Linked DNA regions of Zea mays: all the other regions are linked to region 1. Evidence: chromatin contacts called from public Hi-C data. All regions are on one chromosome and are shown on one strand. The core of a region is the stretch at or near the end of the contact, and the rest is flanking DNA. Distances in the headings are between cores, read along the strand shown.

The links. Hi-C and Micro-C count contacts between places; a contact is called where the count stands out from the background.
Region 2: a contact with region 1 is called in a Hi-C map of tassel, with 1.9 times the contacts expected there. The contact joins the promoter of LOC103637951 here to the promoter of LOC100216688 in region 1. A contact is called at or near these places in 2 of 25 Hi-C or Micro-C datasets (bundle sheath and tassel) and 1 of 3 datasets of contacts at active chromatin or transcription factors (leaf).
Region 3: a contact with region 1 is called in a Hi-C map of leaf, with 2.5 times the contacts expected there. The contact joins the enhancer-like site here to the promoter of LOC100216688 in region 1. A contact is called at or near these places in 3 of 25 Hi-C or Micro-C datasets (bundle sheath, endosperm and leaf).

What each region holds. Positions count from the first base shown.
Region 1 is chr9:12,564,598-12,569,534 of Zm-B73-REFERENCE-NAM-5.0, forward strand. It overlaps LOC100216688, which reads left to right and starts at 2,211. Exons shown (of 7, transcript NM_001358089.1): 1 at 2,211-2,469; 2 at 2,713-2,801; 3 at 3,142-3,206; 4 at 3,503-3,609; 5 at 3,873-3,922; 6 at 4,137-4,219. The coding sequence starts at 2,403. It overlaps LOC100273647, which reads right to left and starts at 2,003. Exons shown (of 3, transcript NM_001360285.1): 1 at 1,893-2,003; 2 at 1-441. The coding sequence starts at 411.
Region 2 is chr9:12,761,008-12,765,944 of Zm-B73-REFERENCE-NAM-5.0, forward strand. LOC103637951 (SAUR-like auxin-responsive protein family) reads left to right here and starts at 2,699. Exons shown (of 2, transcript XM_008660951.4): 1 at 2,699-3,499; 2 at 3,681-4,040. The coding sequence starts at 2,833. The coding sequence ends at 3,724.
Region 3 is chr9:12,720,453-12,725,389 of Zm-B73-REFERENCE-NAM-5.0, forward strand. No RefSeq gene overlaps it. Among protein-coding and RNA genes, the nearest start is that of LOC103637949, 8.0 kb to the left of the region's middle. Within about 2 kb of position 2,034, at least 18 of the 20 cell types and tissues checked have an H3K27ac peak or open chromatin away from gene starts, as enhancers often do. A contact at or near this core is called in bundle sheath, endosperm and leaf, where this site is marked.

The sequences.
Region 1 (4,937 bases), core at 961-3,460:
CATGCGACCTAGTGCAGCCACCTTCAGACACTTGCACCGGTAAAGAGAGTCTCCATACTTGAGCAACCTCAAGTAGTCCTTGGATATCTTTGCAATGATGTTCCTAGCTGTGTTAATCTGACCCAGGGCAAGCTTGTAGTGATCCTTGTTGTAGAGCACATGGAGGAGATCACCATAGAAAGGGTGGATGTCATCCAGTCGAGGAAACTCATCTATGATGGTCGAGAGCTTTTCATAGAAGTTCTGCTGGGAATACCTAACCTTGCGCATATAAAACTGACGAATGCGGGAGATAGCATATCCCTTGTGGACAACTGTCGGTGTCTGCCTTTGGGTGCGGGACAGGATTATGTCAATGAAGTCCTTCCCAGGAGGGACAACCGTGATCTTCTTAAAATTGTACTGCACCATCTTGGTGATACAAAACTTGAATACCTATTCCTGTAAAACAAGACAACGCACGTGAACACTAAACAGCATAATAATAAGGAACACGAAATTCTAAGATGATAACCAACAAACAAAGTTTGCAAGCATTTATTTAGAAATGAATACAAAAGGAATCAATATGCATCTCCACGAGAAGGTACAAATTAAGTTGACAAGGCAAAATCCAACCAAACATAAAGAGAAACCGATTTTCATATTAAATTGGACATGCAATTGTCTCACTGAGAAATTATTGCTTTAGAATACTCGACGGCAATGAAGTGATGAACCAATTTATATTAAACAGCACCTTGCTATGATGCCAGGTAATGATACTATCAGAAAAGTAAAAGCAAATGAAACTGGAATCAGCAAAATCAAAGGCAAACACAAATCATATTGCATCACCTGCAGGCAAGAATGAATTTTCGCTTAAAGCTAAGTTAAGGAAGGCAAGATACTGTTGGGTTGATCTCATCGGTTTCGGTCATGGGACCAAGTTGGACGCCACTAATAATGCACCTTGACAATTGCATATGATCTTAAATGCATTAAGTGGGAGAGATCAAACAAGAATTACATGATAGTGTTAGAGAAAGAAACCCTTATAGATAGATAGGCTGCAGTATTACATGTACTACATATATTCTACCCCTAATGGCCTGAGCTCTAGGTTCATAACACACACATACAAGTAGTTTAACACCCCCGTAGTAAAACCTCTAGCCACGATAGATGTTTATACTGGACAAAAGTCCGAGAACAACAAGAGAAGACCTTTAATGAAGATGTCGACAAACTGCAAGCTTGTCATGACATGATGAACACGAATGTCCACGAGACCACAAGAGCCACACACTCACGAATAGAGTGAAGATCGATCTCAACATGCTTCGTGCGCTCGTGTTGGACATGGTTGATGGAGAGGCAGACAATGCCGGCGTTGTCGCAGTAGACAAGTGTACTCATGGAGAGGGTACAGTGAAGCTCCTAGAGGAGCTAGCGTAGCCAACTCGCCTCAGCACCTCATTAGCGATAGCCCGGTACTCAACATTAGCATTAGAGCAGGAGACCAACGCTTGAAGGACTAAGAGATGATGTTGTCACTAAGAAACACTTGTCAGTCACAATATTGCTGCTTGGAGGAGAGGGCATCAAGTCTCAGGTGTGGTTGGCAAGAGGGTCCGGTAGTTTTCCTCCCTAGCGTGATGCCAGCGAGCATCGACAAGGGTGCTATAAACCGAATACGGCGAGGACAGCTAATGGGTCGTACATCGATCAAACAACTCAAGGCTCGCACGAAACCATGAAAACTATATCTAACTGGTCACTACGGATTACAGAAAACAGCACACCAGATCCCACAACACAAAATTATCAACAGCTCAGACCGATAAACCCATGGATAAGCACACGCGCAAGAAGAAAGGATGAAAAGTATATGGGCACAAAGCGCTGCTCACCTTGATAAACGCCCGGACGAAGAGGACCGATTTGTCGGCGGGAGAGGTCACGTCCTCTCCGGCAAGTGCTGGTGAAGGCGGTGCAGGTGTTCCCCGCTCTGGCGGCGGACGGGAAGATTAGGGCGGGTTTCTCCGATGGTCTTATAGCCTGGGCGTTGATGGGCTGGGCTTTGTTCGGGTTATACACATATTTCCTTCAATGGGCCATGCGGTCCATTTCCTGCGGTGGCGGCGGCTTGTGTGTCCAAAGTCCATCTACGGCACGGCGTCTCACAGCCTCACCCCAACTCGTCGCCTTCCTCGTCATTCCCTTCGTCGCGGAGAGGAGGTCACGCGGCTGATTCCCGCCGCTTGCGATCGGTTCTGTCTCCCAGCTTCCCCTTGAGTACACCTCATTTTGTGACACCGACTAGCTGAGCCCTGCTGATTGCTCGCCTAGCACGCTGTTGCGCTGATTCGTTGTCTTGTGAGCTGTTCTAGGGTTCGTAGGGAGCAGGATCAGCTGACGCGATGTTCCCCAGGATTTCCCGGCTCGGGGCGCGGCTCCTGCGCGAGTCTAGAGCCGAGACAAGAGCTGGTTGGTATCTTTACTTTCCTCTTAGTTCATTTCCCTCTATGATTGGTGGCCTACTCGTTATTGGCTTATTGCTCATCAGCTGTGGTGAAATTTTGCTAACTTGTGTTTATCTTGCAGTTGATACTAATGTTTCTTGCGTTTTGGCTTTGGGATTCTCCTGAGTTTATGTGTTGCTAATGTTGTAACACTGCAGGCTTAGTGTCTCCTTATCTGTTGGTGATCGTTGCTACTTTTATCTGGCAGGAAACTTGCTAAACAGTCAACGCATTTTCTTTCAAGATCATGTTAACCGGCATTCGATCCCAGTGGTGACTCCTGCTGTATTATCGATGGTAAGAAATAAAGATTGGTAGTAGAATTTATTTAGTTGAACATGACCCCAATTGCACTTCTTTCCCGCTAATATTAAATATGTTACTAGCTATTGATTTGCTTCATAAAACGACTTTGATTTGGACTATATCTATTATTTTCATCATTTGGTTTCTATTCAATAAATCTACCTATACATTCACAACCTGAAATAGCTGTTGCAAAAGAAGATCGGCATTCTTTTACCTCAACATGTTAGTTTTTAAAATTTTGGAGAACTGTAAGCAAAGCCTTTGTACCGCAGGAGTGATGATTTATCTCTCAAGTTTATTTGTGTTAATTTTTGGTTATACTTTTTAGCGGAATGCCCTTTTGTCAACTGCAACAAGTGGTGATCAGGATGAAAGTAGTCAGGCAAAAGATAAGTAAGTGCATTTGTCTCTTGTTTTCTTATAGTCTTATATATCACAAAATTTGAACTCCCTGGTTGTCTTTTTAGCTTGGAACCAGGTACCACCTTACCCAGATCCTTCTAACATGGAATTCTTTTGTTATTGTTGTCTCTCCATTTAAGGAGCTGCTCCTTCCACATCTAGAGGAATAGATGGCACTAAATGCATCAGTTTTACTGAATTGTTAGTGTTGAGCTTTCAATAATTATTTAGGGTAGAAGCAGTCCTCTGATGATTGTTGAGGTTATTTTTCTCCATACTGTGAACAGAATCTCGGTAACATTTGTCAACAAGGATGGCTCAGAAAAGACAATATGTGTTCCAGTTGGAATGTCCATGTTAGAAGCTGCTCATGAAAACGACATAGAGCTTGAAGGTACAGATATTAAGGAAATGTGCACTTCCCTTCCACTGTGGTTTTTGCCTTTATGGTTCTATAGTCAGTTCATGCTTGGTGATAAGAATATATGCACCTTTTTTGTAAATAAAAACAAACTAGTCTTGTTCATTTACCTGGTTCCGTGGTTTTACCATTTTTCATCAGTACATTAGGTATTGTAATCATTCCTTTTTATGTTCCATCAACTGATTTTCAGCTGTAGTTCATGATAACCTTCCCTGCTATTGTGGCTACTGCAGGAGCATGTGAGGGCTCACTTGCGTGTTCTACTTGTCATGTAATAGTAATGGTATGATCGTAATGTACTCTCAAATTTATATTAATATATACTATTATTAGTAATGAATTTTTTTTATTTTATCAATGTTTTTTCTTTTGGGCTGGTGGCTCATGTTGGGTTCCATCTCTAGCAGTCTAACCTGCCCTAATTTTCTTGGGGTTTTGTTATTGTTGCCATTGATATTCTAGTTTCACTGCTAACTACAATTTTTTGTCTTATCCAGGATGTAAAATATTATAACAAGTTAGAAGATCCAGCAGATGAAGAAAACGATATGCTTGACCTTGCATTTGGGCTCACAGAAACGTAAGTCAAGATCCTTTGAACAGAGTAACTCTTATTATACTGTCTCCTGAATTTTGCTATCTCTGTATAACGGAGACAGACATTTCAATTTTGAGTATTTTTCAGTACTAGTCTTGAAAGTTTCCAAAACCAGTTTGTAGTCTGCATGAACTAACTGATGTTGTAGTGGCACCTAGGCAGTAGGCATAATAAGTATGTTCATGAAAATCGAAATTATTGACAACTCCAGCTAGTTTTATACGTAAGAAATAATAATTTGGTCCTTCTGTACGGATGGCTCAGAATGTTTGTTTTAATTCATATTTACAATGAAATAATACATTAGATGAATCACAACATTAAGAAATTCATTCATGCTGACCAGTGACCCCACCCAAAGTATTATTAGAGGTGGGTTGCCATAGTTTCTCTCCTATCTGGCAGCCCCTCTGCCTGAGTCTTGAGGGCAATTTTTAGCGTGGTGTGGTTGTTTTTGATGGATCTAGGGATGGCAGTGGGTAAGGTACCCAGTGGGCACACGAAGCCATACCCATATCCACTAGAAAAAAATTGACCCATACCCACTACCCATCGTGGATACAAAATTACGCCATACCCATACCCACCATGGGTAGCGGGTACCCATACCCATTAACATTACGATAGACATGATCATTTGAATCGCAAAAATAAGTACCAGCGTAACAAATGTATCGAACCCAACATAATTTTATCACAG
Region 2 (4,937 bases), core at 1,449-3,948, 200 kb after region 1:
AGAAAATGAGGTTAGATGACAAGTTGTTAAATTTAGAAAGTTCATTTAGAGAACTGTTGGAGAATAGTTTTCATGTTAACTACCTAAATTATTGATTTAGGAAGTCTTTTAGAGAATTACTGGAGTTGCTCTAACAACTCTATTTACACAAACCAGGAACTGAAGTTACCATACAAAGCCACTAAATATCGAAGGTATACAGCATGTGTGGACGGTTTATGGTGAGGCTTCGAGTTACTGCTTCCCTTCTCTAGCGAGACTTCTTCTGCACATGAGATGAAATAATTGTGAATTGCTACTCCCAAGCATGGATCATCTGTTCAAGGAAAAACAAACTTCAGAGGCTGCTCAATCTAAACCTTGAAGAACTAAATAGGTTGAAAAACCCATAGCGCAATTCAGGATAATATCCATGTAACCACCGGATTGAATTGAATCCGAAGTCTAAAACATCTAGCAAATCGGTCTCTCAGGTAGAGAACACTGCTAGAGCTAACACTACCTTTCCTCTCGCGCGGGCCACCACGGCCGTGGACACCTGCTGCTCATCATGATGTTGTTTTCTTGTTCGGAAGACTCGGAATTAGTCCGGCGTGAATAGGGACTTTCGCATCCTTGCAGGTTGTAAATACGGTGGGGAGGAAACATCTAGATAGCAAGCAAAACCTATAGATTATGATGCGCGTACGCCTCAAATAAAATGATTCCCCAACTGATGAACGATTAGGAAGGTTTCAATCAGATTTTTAGCGACCTTCTATCTTAAAAAGATGCTTTATTTGACTGGCGATATGGCATGTTCTCTATTCTGAACTTTGAGTACATGTATATATTAAAGGTAAAGACAAAAAAACACCGGAAGTAGAATTCTACATTTGAGATGAGATTTGAATGGAAATTCTTTTTTTAGACGGGAATTTTTTTAGACGCAATCACCGGATACCTTGGAAGGGGAAGGGCTTGTGCTTCTTTGCCGTTGCCCAGTGGCCAGCCCCGCCGCTTCTTCATCAAGGCATCCATCCTCCATCCTGCCGTTGTTAAGCATGTCGAGGCCGGACAACATGTACGATGTACCTCATTCTTGGCTGTGCGGCGGCGATGAGGTACTGTCGTGGTGTCCTCGGGTGTGGCCTCCATTTATTGCGCTTTTTCGGGCTATGCAGGACGGATAGAGCTCAAGATCGTCACTTGCTCCGTCGAACAGTGCCAAACCTCCGGCCAAGGCACAGATTTACATTATGGCGCCAGCCGCTGGTTCTGAGAATATCTACAGAAGCTTTAGCGCTTGCCGGGAAGGAACATCCGGACGACAATGCTCAAAGGCGCCACCTTAGCGACTCCGGCAGCAACGACCCAACTCAGGCCTTGTTCGTTTACGTCGGATTGCACCCGGAATCGTTCCAGTTGATCAAAGTTTATATAAATTAGAGAAACAATCCGGCTAGGAATCGTTCCGACCAACCAATCCGACACAAACGAACAAGGCCTCAGTGAAATCTCCTCCCGTGCGACGACCCAACTCAGATCTTGATGCCGCAAGCTTCATAAGGCTATCCGCAACCGTTACCCCTAAACTTTTCCCCCTATATCACTTTTTCCCTCTATTTCCCCCCCTATTTTTTCATCTCCCGCAGCGGTTCCCCCTAAATACTCCCCTATACCCCACTACAACTATAAAATATCATTTTCTATATCAATTATCAATTTTTTATCTACTAACAATTACTCGTGGACCCACAGCACAGTGTTTAGGGTGATGAACAGTGACACACTAGATCTGGGGGGAGAGAGAAGGGGACCGACACGTAGGGAGCGCTGTAGGGGGCACCGCTGCGGCCGTAGGGTGCCCCCTACAGCCCCTACGCAAGGGGAGGGGGATGCTGAGAGGGCTGCGTTGCGTACAGCCTAAGGCTGTGCGCAGCGGTCACCGCTAGCACTCCCCCTCCCCTTGCATGCCGTCTGTAGGGGGCACCCTATGGCCGCAGCGGTGCCCCCTACAGCGCCCCCTACACGTCGGCACCCTTCTCTCTCCCCCCAGATCTAGCGTGTCACTGTTCATCACCCTAAACACTGTGCTGTGGGTCCACGAGTAATTGTTAGTAGATAAAAAATTGATAGTTGATATAGAAAATGATATTTTATAGTTGTAGTGGGGTATAGGGGAGTATTTAGGGGGAACCGCTGCGGGAGATGAAAAAATAGGGGGAAAAATAGGGGGGAAAAGTGATATAGGGGAAAAAATTTAGGGGTAACGATTGCGGATAGCCTAAGGGCATCTCCGAACTCCAGGGGACCCCTTCCGCCGCCGTAGCGCAGATCCAACCACCGCTGGAGGGGATAGTTACGACCGTGGCGCAACCCGCGGGCCACAACCAGCGCCGCGTCTAGAATCTCGCGCTCGCGGCGCCGGAGGACTCCAACGGATGGCGGCCTTATCCAGAGCAAACCGTTCTCCTGGATGACTCACCTTCATGACCGTTGAAACAGCATCGTACGACCGAAATGAAAATATGACGACGTGGCGCAACAGAGAGCAACGCTTAATATATAGATATAGAAATTTACTTTCAGTTCTTTTCTTTTTCACCTTGCCCAGCCTAGGTTTCATTTGGAAAAAAAAAATGGCTCCACAATTGCAGGCACTCCACCCAGGTGCGCGGCAACGCCGTGCTTTGTTTAGTGTGGCTGGCGCGCGACAAGAACGAAACCGTCGGAAGGACAAAACGGGACGCGCGACGTGACCTTTTCCATACTTGCATGCGTGTGGCTGGCGCGCCTCCTAGCAATTGCAAGTCGGGGAGGCAGGCCGCCTTCAAACGGTAGATCTAGCCGATGTCGTCGTCGATGGGACACGAGAGTAGCGGTGGCGGCGCCGACGAGGAGGACCCCGCCGGCCTCCAGCGGGTCATTTGGTTGCGGCAGATGCTCCACCGCTGGCAGTCCTCCAGCTCCAGGATTGCCGCCGAGAGGAGGTCCAGCGCCAGCGACGACGGCGACAGAGCCAACCCAGACGACGCCAACGCCACGACAGACCAAAGCAGCAACGGCGACCCCACGCCTGCCGCTGCAGACAATGCCAGCAGCAGCAGCAGCAGCAGGAACCAGATGCTGCCGGCGGCGCCGCATGGTGCGGCGGACGAGGAGGACGAGGACGAGGACCGGCGGCTCCTGTCGCGGGTGCTGCTGGTGGAGGAGCGCAGGCGGGGGTGCCCCCCCGACGCGGCGGCGTGCGACTCGCCGATGACGCCGATGACCCCCGACGCGCCGGCGGACGTGCCCCGCGGGTGCTGCCCCGTGTACGTGGGCGCGGAGCGGCGCCGGTTCGTGGTGCCGACGGCGTACCTGGGCATGCCCGTGTTCCGGCGCCTGCTTGAGAAGGCGGAGGAAGAGTTCGAGTTCGACTACCACGGCGGCGCCGTCACCATCCCCTGCGACACGGAGGCGTTCAAGTACATCCTCGTCGTCATGGACCGCCACCGCCACGGCCTGGTCGACGACGGTACGTTGCCCGCCCCCGCCCCGCGTGCGGCGTGTGTGCCCAGGGCCCAGGCTGAGAGAAACTTTCCTTTCTGAGAGGGAGTTGGGCTTGGGCCGTACAAGTCTGCCGCCTGGGTTGGGCCTAGCCTGAGTCGTCCGCGGCCCATATATCTGATTCGTTTCTTGCCTTTTCGTTTTGGCAGATGGGAACGAGAAGCACGAAGAGCAAGACGCATCATCTTCGTAGGATCGATAACAAGCTCGGAGATCTCCGGTTGAATGCGACCCTCCGTACTAGTCACGCAGGGCAAGGGCGGTACTTTTAACGAGTAAAGAAAGGGTAATGGGTGTTGTTTGTTTGTCACTATGCAAATGCACGTTTGGCGCTCTGTCATCACGATGCCATGGCCGAGACGATGTTCGGTTCGTGTCTTATTTTTAGAATACCGTTCTAGAATCTAGTTATTAGCTAAATGGTTTCTAAATTTTTATATTAGATTTTGTACCATAAGCTTACGATCTCTCTATAAACTGTTAATAGAATTTGTATTGGATTTTGTGCAGTATCTAACCTTCTTCAAATCCACGAGGAATCAAACGGGAGAGTGTGGGGACCGTTTTTTATTTCGTTCTTTAAAAAAAACGTTTTGGTCTGTGTGGAAACTAATCTTAGCCTTGTAAATAGAGTTTCTGGGGAACTAATCTTATGTTTCTATCTAAAGTTTGGTGTAGTAGATTATGGTAGCAAGTTAAAATATCTTGACACCATGACTTAGGGCTGTAAAACGAGCCCGGCTCGTCTCGGCTCGATGTGGCTCGCTACCAGATGCCTCACATTCTAGAGGCACCAACAACACCTGTACCTCGATGGAACTTGACATGCATTGTCCATATGTGGCGGTTGACATTAGGCTTGCCGAATTGGGCTATAGCCCACGGGCTGGCAACCATTTTGGCTGAGCTGGCTCGCGAGCTATCTCGGCTCGAGAAATTTCCGAGCCTAGAAAATCGGCTCGGCTCGTTGCGAGCTCGCGAGCCTCGTCGCACCGAGCCGAGCTTCACCAAGCTCGAGCCATTTTTCCAGCCCTACTGTGACTCATATCTAGGGTTGAAAATGGAGGGGTAAATCTTGTTCTGATCCGTACAGTTTTCCATACTTGACCCATATATTTTCCTATTTACGAAAAAATCGAAAACGGGACGAAAATCGTTTTTTTTGCATGATCACGTTTTGAGCCGGATCGAACCCATATTTATCTCGTATTTGATAAATCTAGGATTAACTCAATATACACTAGTAGCTAAAGCCTCATATAGTCAGATCCTTAGGTGACAAATTATACCATTAGAGCTTGGATGTCATTGTAGCCATCGACTCTCCTCAATAACAAGTGTCGTAAAGGCTCAAATAACACCAGTCGTAGCTATATATGTACACCAATAGCAAGCAAACAACATTA
Region 3 (4,937 bases), core at 784-3,283, 160 kb after region 1:
CAAATAAGGTTAATATGATAAATAAGTTTCATAGGATCAATTATGGGGGTCCAATCGGACGTACCCCTTCATTTACATAAAGGGGATGTCTGGACCTGTTACAAGTCGACTGCTAAACAAATTCTATAGATTTTGCTAACAAATCACGCAAGAAATCTACAACCCTAACTGATTATGTTCACGCGCATACCGTCAGTGCTGCCACCGCAGACTGTCCTGTAGGCCAAAATTGTGCTCAACACATGCCCCCTCCTTTTGGCGGAGCTTGTCAAACCAAAAGCATAATCACTATTAGCACCCTTCGAGAACTAATCCTGATGCAAGTCACCGACTTTTCAATCTAATAGGGCGATTATTCAATAGAGTTTTAATGCATAAAGGCTATTTAGGATTGCATCTTTCTCGGCCATGACTACTTGATCAATGGTTCAATAAGTACAAAATTGTGGTACCCCCAGCCCGAATAAGCAAAGGGATGATACATGTAATACGAGTTCATCACCGCACTACCCCATGCTTGAACAGTAAAATATGTCTGCGATGAATAGGCTGGTGGAAAGTACCACAACATCATTGGATGAACAGGCGATACTTGTTGTGTCACCCTTTGGGCCGTTTTATTCAGTCGTATTGTGTCGGGGCAATGACCCCCGGTCCCTGGGACCTGCCAGTCAGACAGTGCGATGAGGGAAGAGCCCTTGATCGCTGGGGCACATTAGTCTGTTGGGAGTGGCAGATACGTTAACTCTGAAAGAGCCCACCCCGAGTCGAACCCCGCGGTACCGAGCCTGGGATCGGGCATGGCAGAACCTGATAGGGGAGGTCGGGCATGTCAGAAGGAAACCACTCGAGTGGATCCCGCGCTTGGCCCCAGACTGACTCGCCATAAATAGTTGAGCGCATTTAACCATGCCTGACACCGAGCCACAACGAAGTGCTGGCCCACTTCCCACTCATGACCTACGAGGACCTCGAGGCACATAACACTCATGACCTACGAGGCCCCCCCAGTGAGTGCGAGGGCGCACGACGAAACTCACACTTAAATATAGTAAAGATTAGTTCTGACATAACTTATACTTAAATATAGTATAAACTCACACTTAAATACTAGATGCTAGATTGCTGGATATAGGCTTATAAAAATGACGAGACGGTTAAACCTACCTTTCATGCCTAATCTACATTTTTTATAAATTACCGTATGGCTTTCCATCTATTTCTATTTTATATTATAGTTTGCGGACATTTTTAAACTTAATTTTTAAAATTTAAGACTTATTATTGCTTTAACTTAATCTTTAAGTACAATTCTTTGTGTGTAGTCTAGTGTATGGATACCAAATAAATATTCAGAATTTAAACCCATTAGCTGAACCATCAAATGGATTGGTTGGAATAGTTTGATCAAATGTACGTTATTAAGTTTAGATCGATAATACTCTACAGGGTCATATCCGGTTCCTATTATTATTATTATTCTAATTAAGTTGCAAGAAAGAAGTGTATGTAGATCGAGGTACATTGAACAGGCGCGCGTCGGCAGACGGCGGGACAGGGGGGGTAGAGTAGGACACGCATCATGCATGCACGAGAATACATTGCCCATCGACATCATTGGAATCAAATCATAGAGTACCAGTGGTATGATCTACTATTAACAGTTGTCCTGTGGATGATGCGAACCTTTTTCTGGAACGATCCTCGTTTGGGCAAAGCCGGCGGCAAGTCGATGGAGGGAGGAGAGGAGAGCAACTGTGCCGGAAACGATAAAAGGGCCTTTTGCAGGCAGACCACGACTAGCCTACGCGAACCACCTTTCGCCGGGCCGGGGCCTCTGCTCTGACGCCGGTAGGCAGCGTTGTGAAGAAAACAATCTCCTGGTTTACGTGCTTTCCCGGGCAGCCGGGCTTGACGCGACTGACACGAATCGGCCGACAAGGACGATGATATTTTCGTTGGACCCCCACCGGCCACGGCCTCCGGAGAGTTCGCTCGGCGGCCTCCGCATTTGGTCACTTGTTGAGATTCGAATAGTGGATTGACCGGGACCGCACTCGGCCCGGCGGCACGAGGGTTCTAGAGAAAGCGAGGTGGCACCGGGCACTCCCTCGTGTCAGGGCCGGCCGAAACGCTGACGAACCAAAAAGCGCATGGCTGTCGCCTGTCTAGCCCGCGCCGCAACGCATCTCATAATGCAATTTTCTTACATAAATAAGTTAGGTTGTCTCCAGCAACGTCCTCTATATACATCATTTATATTCGTTTTTTTTACATTCTTCTCTAAAAAAAATTCATCTCTATATATCATTCCTCTCCAACAACGTCTTTTAAATCATGTCCTCTATACGTAAATACTTATATTAGAGATATTTTTATTTTTTATTTTTTATTTTTTTACATATGTATTTGTCATACTCTCAAATGTATTATACATATTTTATTTTTACTAAACTGGTTATTTAAAGTATTTAAATGGATAGATGACCGTTTAGAGAAACACTATATACAGAGAATTCAGCTGCGTCCTCTAAATTTAGAGGACCGTTTAGATGACGCTGCTAAAGAGCATAGAAGACCGTTTGATCCTCTATATTTAGGGTAGAGGAGCCTTTAGGGGTCCTTGCTGGAGCCAGACTTAGTAGCCAAACCAAAGTATTAAGCACTCAAACCTTGCATAATTAACATTTTTCATCGATTTCCCTTTTTTAGCCTATTTGAGGTTGGTGCTGGAGTCTGAAACACCAAGTTGACACAACTTGATCTCTAAAGTTGTCCATGAGCTTTAACACCCTACAAAGGTCACATAGAACATATCCAAACATAAGAATGACCTAACCTAAAGATCAAAGCGAACTTAGCTCTTTTGGGTCCCTTCTAGGTTCTAACTTTGATACTTCAAACTTTTCTTTTGGGTCCCTTCAAAGCGAACGTGGAGTAGGCAAGCGTTGGTCTTGGCCAAACCACGGGATAAACCACTGTGCCATCTCTGTGATTGATCTCTTGTGGTTATTGTGTTTTGTTGAGACTCCTCTCTAGCCACTTGGCAATTATTGTACTAACGTTAATCAAGTTTTTGTGGCTTTAAGTTTAAGTTTCACAGGATCACCTATTCACCCCCCCTCTAGGTGCTCTTAATTGGTATCAAAGCCGTTCTCTTCACAAGGGACTAATCGCCCGAAGAGATGGATCCTAAGGGGAAGGGAATTGTGATCAACGACAAAGAGGAGTCCTTCGTCAACGAGCCTAAGGATGATAAGCCTACCGACTCGAGCTCGGGCCATAGACACAAAGATGGAAGGAAGAAGAAGACGAGACGCATCAAGGAGATCGTCTACTATGACGACAGTGATGAGTCCACTTCTTCCCATAAGGACAACGACGACCACGACTACGACAAACGAAAGACGGTTAACTCAAACTTTTCTTTCGATTATTCGCGTATTCCTCAAAGTTCAAATTCACATTTACTTTCCATTCCTCTCGGCAAGCCTCCACACTTTGATGGGGAGGACTACGGATTTTGGAGTCACAAAATGTGTAGTCATTTGTTCTCTCTCCATCCAAGCATATGGGAGATTGTTGAGAATGGAATGAAGTTTGATAGCTCGGATAGTCCTATTTTTATTAATGAACAGATTCATAGAAATGCACAAGCTACTACTGTGTTGTTAGCCTCCTTGTGCAGGGACGAGTACCATAAGGTGAGCGGCTTGGACAATGCCAAGCAAATCTGGGACACCCTCAAGATCTCTCATGAGGGGAATGACGTCACCTTGCTCACCAAGATGGAGTTGGTAGAAGGCGAGCTCGGAAGATTTGCAATGATAAGGGGCGAGGAGCCAACCCAAACATACAACCGGCTCAAGACCCTTATCAACAAAATAAGGAGCTACGGAAGCACGCGATGGACGGACCACGACGTCGTCCGACTATTGCTAAGGTCCTTTACCGTTCTTGATCCTCATTTGGTGAATAATATTTGTGAGAATCCCAGGTACACCAAAATGTCGCCCGAAGAAGTCCTTGGAAAATTCGTAAGCGGGCGAATGATGATCAAGGAGGCGAGGTACGTGGACGACGCACTGAATGGTCCAATCAATGAGCCTCAACCCGTTGCTCTCAAGGCAACGAGAAGCAAGGAGGCGTTACCTAGCAAGGTGGCGCAAGTTGAGGCGGCAGGGCTCAATGATGAAGAGATGGCCCTCATCATCAAGCGTTTCAAGACGGCGCTTAAGGGTCGCAAGGGACAGCCAAGCAAGACCAAAGCCAAGGGGAAGCGCTCATGCTTCAAATGCGGTAAGATTGGTCATTTTATTGCTAACTGTCCCGATAATGAAGGTGACCAGGAACACGGGAGCAAGAGGGAAAAGAAGAAAAATTATAAGAAGGCCAAGGGCGAGGCACATCTAGGAAAGGAGTGGAATTCGGGTTGCTCCTCCTCCGACTCCGACAATGAAGGACTCGCCGCCACCGCCTTCAACAAGTCATCCCTCTTCCCCAACGAGCGTCAGACATGCCTCATGGCAAAGGAGAAGAAGGTATGTACTCGAGACAGTACTACTTATGATTCTTCTAGTGATGATGAGTCTAGCGATGAGGAAATAGATTACTCTAGCTTGTTCAAGGGATTGGATAGAAATAAAATTGATAAAATCAATGAATTGATTGATGCCTTGAATGAGAAGGATAGACTCTTAGAGAAACAAGAGGACCTTTTATATGAAGAGCATGATAAATTTGTTAGTGCACAAAATTCACTTGCTTTAGAAGTTAAACGAAATGAAATGCTTTCTAGTGAATTGTCTGCATGTCATGACTCTATCTCAAGCTTAAAGAGAATTAACAATGATTTAAATGCTAAATTAGAAGTAGCAAATAAATCTAACTCTTGTGTAGAACATGTTATGATTTGCACTAGGTGTAAAGATTTTGAC